Regions from separate parts of the Ovis aries genome. Here region 1 is linked to region 2. The links are chromatin contacts, called in public Hi-C maps. All regions are on one chromosome and are shown on one strand. Each heading gives the region's core, a stretch centred on a gene start, on an enhancer-like site or on the middle of the called end of the contact. The rest is flanking DNA. Distances are from core to core; before and after follow the strand shown. Region 1 has its middle 50 kb from the start of USP20. Region 2 overlaps GPR107 (G protein-coupled receptor 107).

What was found. Hi-C and Micro-C count contacts between places; a contact is called where the count stands out from the background.
Region 1: a contact with region 2 is called in a Hi-C map of blood, with 4 times the contacts expected there. The contact joins two enhancer-like sites. A contact is called at or near these places in 4 of 16 Hi-C or Micro-C datasets (blood, liver and tail adipose tissue).

The regions. Positions count from the first base shown.
Region 1 is chr3:6,639,920-6,643,809 of ARS-UI_Ramb_v3.0, reverse strand. It overlaps a transcript of FNBP1 not described here. Among named protein-coding and RNA genes, the nearest start is that of USP20, 50 kb to the left of the region's middle. Within about 2 kb of position 1,564, at least 51 of the 54 cell types and tissues checked have an H3K27ac peak or open chromatin away from gene starts, as enhancers often do. A contact at or near this core is called in liver, where this site is marked.
Region 2 is chr3:6,469,606-6,473,987 of ARS-UI_Ramb_v3.0, reverse strand. GPR107 (G protein-coupled receptor 107) reads left to right here. Exons shown (of 18, transcript XM_060411672.1): 10 at 3,036-3,111. Among named protein-coding and RNA genes, the nearest start is that of GPR107, 25 kb to the left of the region's middle. Within about 2 kb of position 1,262, at least 17 of the 54 cell types and tissues checked have an H3K27ac peak or open chromatin away from gene starts, as enhancers often do. A contact at or near this core is called in liver, where this site is marked.

The DNA.
Region 1 (3,890 bases), core at 315-2,814, 170 kb before region 2:
CTGCTGCTAAGTCACTTCAGTTGAGTGCAACTCTGTGCGACCCCATAGATGGCAGCCCACCAGGCTCCCTGGGATTCTCCAGGCAAGAACACTGGAGTGGGTTGCCATTTCCTTCACCAGTGCATGAAAGTGAAAAGTGACTGAACTCGCTCTTAGCGACCCCATGGACTGCAGCTTACCAGGCTCCTCTGTCCATGGGATTTTCCAGGCAAGAGTACTGGAGTGGGCTGCCATCGCCTTCTCCACTGGTAAGGTGCAGCTATCCCCAAAGTGTAGTTTCCTTACCTTTATGCTAGTTGGAATTCCATGCGAATAGTAAATTGTCCTGCAAGTCTTGCCCAACCACACTTTGAGTCCCTGAGAGCCTCGGGGAAGGAAGTGGTGTTTCAGAACTGTTCCTCCGTCTGGCTCTCTTCCCTATGACACCGGTATCTGTCCACGGTTGAGAGGCTTGTTGGTTATAGCAAAGGCACAGGACGCAGAAGGAATCAATGTCTTTGGGAAAAGCTCTTAGAGAGAGCCATCCCCATTTTAGACAAAGCGTGTCCAGGAAGGCTGCCCCCAGGATGTGTATGTTCCGATGCAGCCTCCAGGCCGTCTTTGGACCAGACACCAGCATGCAGCCCAGATGAGGGCTGACAGGAGAGTCGGCACCGCAGGCAGGGCTCTTGGCCTGGCATGGTGGGAGGATGTACACACGTGCAGGTCATGAGGCTCCTGGGGCAGAATGCCGCAGCACCCAGGGGATCCTCCCCACCCCCTTTGCTTTCGGGGCCGACAGAGGAAAATGAAATCCCCGTGTCCTCCTGCAGCTTTTGGCCCCCAGGCTCTGAGGACAAAGCCACGTGGGGGCGGTTCTGTTTCTGCTCCCATCTCCAGCTCATGGGAGGTCATTTAAGTAAGCACCACTTGTTCTACCATCTGGACAGAGACAGTGTTAGGTCTGAACATGAGCAGCTGTGGCGAAATGACTCGTGACACAAAGAGGCTGCTGAGTGCCATTCTGCAGCCTTTGCACTTTAATCCTGGGTCTCAAAGGGTGCTGCAACAAGGCTTATGCCTCCCCTTCTCAGAAAAGTCCAGCAGAAGCCAGAGAGGAGAAGGAGAGGCCCTCTGTAGGCCAGGTGGGCAGCGCCAGGGTCTGGACTTCCTTACTGCCCAGGACTCAAGGAGACGTTAATCCCCACGTGGCGGCTGGGCCTGCTGTTGGTCACCATCCGGGCCTCCTGCTCCTTCCCTCACTCACACCTGCACCATCCCATTTTTTTTGCTGTCCTGTGGATCGCACAATCCAGAGATCTCTTTCGCTTTAATTTTAAAACGGAGGGCATCCTGGAACCACCCACCCCTGCCTCTGCCCACTCCCATTTCCGGTCTGGTCGCCCTCCTGGGGACCCTCGTCCTTCCCTCCTCGCAGGCAGGCTTCTCTGCCACTAGGGGTCGCGCGGGCGCCTCTGCGCATCGGCGGGCGGGGGCGGGGCCGGCCGCAGGGGGCGGGGAGAGACGGAGCGGGGCGGGGCCTGGCCGGGGCGGATGCTGCGATTCCCGGACCCACCGGAGGAGCCTGACCGACGAGTCTGAGTCAGGACTTTCTGCGCTACCGAGGCTGCCTTCGGGAGCGCACCAGGAAACCAACGGTCCGCCGCTCCTACTGCGTCACCGCCCCTGGTTTCCGACCCCGCAGGGGCGGGAGGTGGGTCGCAGAAGGTTCAAGTGTCACTTCCCCAAATACTTGAACCAAGTAGCTGTATAAAGATGGGCCGAGCTGGACGGTTCAGTGTTTCAGACCTGCGAGCGGGGTGAGGTCACAGAGCTCCCAGCCCTGAATTCTGCCCAAGAATCAGAATAACACCATCACGGAGACGGGAGTGAGCTCCCGGTCAGAACTGACATCTAAGCTGTAGCTGTGGCGTCGACCGAGTGCTTTCTTGCCGGCCTCCTGTCCTCACCCCACTACCCCGGAACCGGAGGCCAGAGAGGTGGCGACACGCGCCCCAGGCTGACCCAGCTCCCAGCTCCTCGGTGCTCGCCGGTCCGGCCGGCCGGTGGGGGTGGTGTGGGGGGGGGGGCGGGGTGGAGAGGGCGGTTCTAAGTGAGACAGGTGGAGACATTCTGCCTCTTACAGACTGTTAGAGACTATTCCCCAAATATGAGAAAAGCTCAGAAAGAACGTACTGGCAACATTCTTCCCATACTAGCCCTTTACTGACAACCTGGACCTGCCTCGGCAGGACAGTCATAGGCCGCCTTGTTCCCTTGACCACCCCGTCTCTTGCCCGAGAACCCTGCCTTGGCTCTCTGACACCATCCTCCCCAGCAGAGAAGACATCAGGCTTTGCTGAGAACTTGGCAATGTCCGTAGGAGGAGCCGAGGCCACAGTGAGGCCTGGCGTCTCATTGGTGGCCTCCCCTCCCACCCCCTCAGCAAGTGAGTGGCACTTGGCATTAGCTAGGGCGCCCTGCTCACTTAATATTTCACTCCCTCACCAACTGTTTTCCTACCTTGGCTCTAAAGAGCCTTAAGAAACAAAGAGGTCTGGGCATGAACCAGACTCCCCTTCACAAAACCCGGGGTGAGACTGTCAGCGCTGGGTATGGAAAGGGCCGGCCAGCACAGGCACAAGGCCCTCGCCCTTAAAGGCGGCAGGCTGTCCTCAGCTTCACATAAGCCAGTGATTATTCCAGCCAAGCTGCCAAGAAGAGGGTGGGCTTGAGCACTCGTGACACCAGACCACGAATGAAATGCAACCCTGCTGCAATTTCACAGCTCCCTCCAGCCCCCCACAGAAGGTAGGGTCCTCGAAATCCCAGCGCAGCTGCTAGCCAAATTTGCACGCATGAAAAATGTCCCAGACTGAAGGAGCTTCCCCAGAACCCTGCACTGAGTCAACCTGAATCCTGCATCACCAAGGTCTCTGACAGCTTTCCCCGGTGGGCCAGGGTGGAATTTCGAGCTGGCTGGGTCTGAAGCCCCTCTCCAGGCAGATGGCGCCAGGACTTATGTCCAGTTTACACCGTAAATCAATGACCTGATCGGAGCTCAGCCTCCAGCCCAGGGGACTCTGATTGCTTCCAAGACTGGGGTCACCTCTTTGTGCAACAAAGCAGTCCCGTGATACTGTGCCAGAAGTTACACTTTTATTTAACATTTAGAGGATTAACATATAGTTACAAGGTCAATATAAGCCTTCCAATGGAAGCACTTTATTTGGTTTAATTCCATCTCTAGAGACAAATGGGCAATTCCAGAACCTTTACAGTGGCAGTGGGCCGTTACAACACTGAAACGCCTCCAAAGTTTAGAATTAGTGCAACACACACTGATAAACCAAGAAGTTTAAAGGTGCTGGACACCAGGTTAAAATAGAATTCTGGATCACTTTTTAAAGTTTTTTTTTTTTTTTCTTTTGATGATATAAGCACAGGAGGCAGAGCCATTAGGAAGTATGAAATTGACTTTTCTGGAAAAATACTTAGCATCCACATAACCTTTTCATGTTCAGTAAACTTTTCCCCAGCAATTACAGATGTTACCAAAAAGGACTGAAGCCTCTGTACTAACCGCTGGAGAGACAGACTCCTCGCACCCCAAAGCTTCAGGGTGTTCATGATAAAAGCCCAAAGGAAAATCCCATCCCAGCTTACCATGCCTTTTTATTCTTTCCTATCCAGCAAAGGAAAAACTGGGTAAACGACAAGTTCCTCACTTTCTGTTTTTAAGTTATTTTCAGAGTACGTTCTTTAAAAATGAGTCATTCTTACGGCATAACAATATTCTAGCATCGGTGGAGAAATGATGGTCAGTGGATATGAGGGAAGGCTGAGAAAGCACATGGCAGAGTCCACGTTTCTACTCTATGTGAACTGCTCATAATAATATATAGACGATT
Region 2 (4,382 bases), core at 13-2,512:
ACCATTAACAAGAGAAAAAGAATCCTGCAAATTCAGGCCATAAAAGATGGTGGAGGGTGGTTTTTTGTTTTTTGTTTTTTTTTAAGAACGTTTTGCTCTTAACTTTAGTAGACAAGTAAGAACTAGGAGTTAGAAACCTGGTTTTCAAACGTAAACGCTGACTGTTGTTGCTGCTGATTGAAGTGTACCTGGCTTCACTCTGTAATTCTGTTTCCTCAGCTGCAGAACTGGAACAGTCATAATCTGCCTAATCTGCCTTCCTCTCAAAGTCTTAGATCTTCAGACTTCTTGTGTGATTTCCCCTGAAATGCTGTGTACAAGAGGGCTTTGCAAATCAGTGCGCTATGCAAAGATGAGACACATGCAAAATAGTTTAGCCAGATGTTCAGTGGTGTTTTAAATTCCCTTTATTTAGCGAGGCAACAGTCAGTGTCACTGGTTCACTTTTATATAAAACTGTGATGACAGTTTAAAACCTGTGGTTAAACGAGGCTAACCTGCTTTGGACAGCATATTTGAAACTTCTTGTTGAAGTGTAGTGTAGATCCAGAAACGTGTTGTTCTGGCCCTCTGCCACCCACCCCGCCCCCCATGTTTTTCCAGGAGCCTTGAGCCACGTGGGGTTGGTGATTCGAGTCACGTCATGGATGTGACTCTAGGGCTCTCGGAGAGACTCGCAGGCCCTAGAGCTGGAGGGAGCCGAGAGACTTGGCCCTTGGCTTGTTGAGGCCTTGAGAGGGGAGGTGAGAGCCACGGTTGGCGTCCCGGGCACAGCTGGCCTGGGCCCACATTGGTCTGCTGTGCCATCGTGGCCTCTCACGTCCGCGAGTTCTGTCATGGCCCTGGAGCACGGGGAGCTGGGGAGGGAACACAGACACCTGGCCTGCTTGGAGCTGCTCTCCGCCCAGCCCGGCGCTGAGTGTGGCGGCGCCATTTTCAGCAGAGGTTTCTGAGGCCTCGTGGGAGGAGGGCGGTCAGGGTAGAGCCCGTGTATGAGCCTGGTCGCTGCCCCCTCAGAGCTGGAACTCTTGCCTGCCTTCACCTGCCGGCGCCGCTGTCCCCCAGGCTGCAGGTGGAGGGGGCCAGGCCGTGGGGGTGAGCCCAGCCCTTGCCGGCTGTGCAGCCTGGCTGAGTCTCGTGGCTATTGAGGACGGACAGACTCCTCTGGCCTTGACTTCCCTTTCGACCTTCAAGTAGGTAGGCCCCGGAGCAGGAAAGAACCAGGGAGGAAGCCAGCCCGGAAACTGGTGTGCGTCACTCAGGACCCGCCCTCCTTATCGTTCTGTGCAAGGCCCTCTCCTGTTTGACTTCCTGTCCCCTCGTTCCTTCCCACCCACGGCCAGCCGCCCAAATGTGTTTCGTTTGTGTTTGGGGTATTTGTGTATCTTGATAAACAAATCACGTTTACTGGTATTGAATGTATTTTTAATTCATATGAACTGTCCTGTCTGTAGGTATTGTTTTCGTACCTTGTTCCACTCGGTAACGTCCTCTTTAAGACGCAGGCACATCGCTGGTGTGCACCCAGTTCATGGCTGTTCAGCTCCTCTGTGGCATCCGGTGGGCGCCCCATTTCGCTTGCCCGCCCTCTTCATGGTGGACCCTTAGCTTGTCCCCAGACGGCTCGGGCAGCCTCTGAGGTTCATTCCCGGAGGAGGCGAGCTGGGCATGGGGCGAGTGCTCTTTTAGTTTCACCGAGCACTGCTAGGTTGCTTCCTGGGGTGCCTGGGCGGGCAGGTGCTGCACTGACGCCTGAGTCGGTGCCTCGTTTTCTCTGGTGTCTTTCTAGAGTTACATCTGCCTCCCAGGCTTCCCCGCGTGACGGCCTGTATTTGCATTATCCTTCCGTCAGGTGTTCTGTGTGTCCCTGGTTGCTGTGCTTGAGTTCCGTGCACATTTGAATCTCAGTCCCTCGTATGCCTTAAGACATTGCCTATTTCTTTTCCCAGCTGAATTGTTGAGGGAAAATCTTTCACGTTAATGGAGTCGAGGCCATGTAATTGTAGTCTTCTGGGTCGTGCCTCGTGGATCCTGAGAGGCCCATTCCTACTCCAGATCACAAAATGTCTGTTTTCTGTTTAGCAGCCAAATCCCCCTGGGGTATAGGCAAGCATGAAGCTGAGGTCAGCTTTCCTCATTTATTATATAGGTTTAAGCTGAGTTTTTTTTCTCCTCCAGTGCCAGGTATTAAGCAGTCTATTCTTTTCCCACTGACCTGGTGTCACCTTAAATATTAAGCTTCCGTACAAGCACAAATCTGTCTTTAAGCTTGCTAGTCTGTTCTGTTGGTTTACTTCTCTGATGCTCACTGTCCCCCATTTTTTAACTGCTGTGTCGGGGAGGTCCCCCTGTCGCTCTTCCTCAAGTCTTTGGTTTCTTTCATAGGGTTTAGAACTTTTTCTCTGTCATGGTTTTGTGTGTCTCAGGTTAACTCCTAGGGCGAGGCGGGAAGGGATAGAGGAATTGAATGCCTGGCAGCCTGAGGGTGGACTAGTACCCGCAGAGGAGGTGGGGGGGGGTGGGTGCTGTGTCTCACTGGCCTGGTGTGTTTGGCAGGTTCCAGCTTCAGGGGACAGAGAGGGGCATGGTCTTTGACCATCCCTGCTACCTAGCACCAAGCCCACCTCTCTGGGCTAGCGATTTCCCCTGGAGCTGTGCCCAGTCGCCTCTGCCTTCTTGGGGATTTTGTGCCGTTTTCATAGATGCATCTGCCTCTTTCTTGCCTCTGTGGGCTTTCCAGGGTGGTTTCCGGACAGGAAACTGGCAACCTGTTTAGATTTCCATCTTATCAGGCCTGGGAACCCATTGTGCATAACTTGGCTCCATTCACAGAGTTGGATTACATGGTAGAGTTGACTTAGGACCCCATTCCACGCCTTCTCTGCTGGCAGCAACCACTTTTTTAAAAAAGCTTTGTGTTTGTGGTTTGCTTAGATCATATTTACGACTTCCTTGTAAATATTTGATGGGTGGAGCTTTGGCTGTCCTTTGGGAATGTGAAATTGTCCTTAAATTCTTTTCTCTCTGTTTTATAGGAATGATGTCTTTAAAATTCACTGGCTGATGGCTGCCCTTCCTTTCACCAAGTCTCTTTCCTTGGTGTTCCACGCAGTATGTATTAGTGTTTTGGGGTCATTTATGAAATCCCTATATTATCAGGGAAAATAAGTTGGAAGACAGGCTACATCCAACAACAGATAAAAGAATACCTTTGCCATGAAGCCTCCTTTGGTCTGGGAAGGGCTGGTCATGGGATAAATCATCATAGCCTCTCTAATGCTAGACTTAAGACATCTTTAGATATTACCTACAGACTTGGAGTTTTCTCTTGTAGATATTTTATTTTTTCACCCTCCTAGTCATTTCTTGAGATTAGCGGGCCACCTCATGAATTGTTTCCACAGCTTCCTTTATTTTTTGAAATAGTCCCCCCCTTTTCCCATTTGATTTGAAATTCACTGTTAGCATACTTGTTTGAGAGGAAACTGATGCTCTGAAGGTTGAGGCATAAGAATTGAGTCAAGCTCTGAATATTTAGTGCCGATGCAGACTGAAATGAGCCAGCCGGCGGGAGACAGTCACAGCTTCCCCACTTTGTAGGCCTGCGAGATATCCGTGGGCCCCATCTGGGAGGGTGACAGTCTCCAGACTCTCTCAGAAGCCTACTGCCCGTAAGAATGTTGTCCTAGAAAAAGTAATAACGTATCCAGTTGCAGTTTCAAGAAACGACGATTATTTGGCTAGTTTCCCGTTTGGATTAAGGTAAAAGGATTCCTTCTGGAATCATGCAGATGACGAGTCATAGGATTCTTGGGTCACTTTCACATCCAGACAGCTACGTGTAGAGGAATGAAAGGTGCATGAAGGGACTGATGTTGGCTTTGGGCATCCTGCCTGCAGGCCTTTGGGGCGCTACTGAAGCTGGCCACTTCAGTGGGAATTCATTGGTAGCTTCAGGTAGCTCTAAATTTACAGGTTTGGTTCCTGCCCCGCCCCCCACCAAAGAAAATAGAGTTGAAGCTGGGTGATTCCACATAGGTTTTTTAACTGAGTTAGTTATTATGTAAGCAGCAAGGCTATGAGAAAGAAAGCTGTTGCCTGGGATTGAAAAGACCCGTGACATTTGGAGGATTTTTTTGTTTTTTTTTGGTTTTTTACATCTTTACTTTTATATATTAATTCATTAATTAGCCATTTAGTACCGCTTGTGGAATCTCAGTTCCCCTGCCCAAGGATTGAACCTGGGACCCAGCAGTGAAAACCTGGACTCCTAACCACCAGGGACTCCCTTGGAGATTTCTTATGAGAAGAGAATAGGCAGCCATTTGCCAGAGTGAATCATCTGCCTCAAGAGAGGGACCTTGGGACTCCTTGCCAGTACA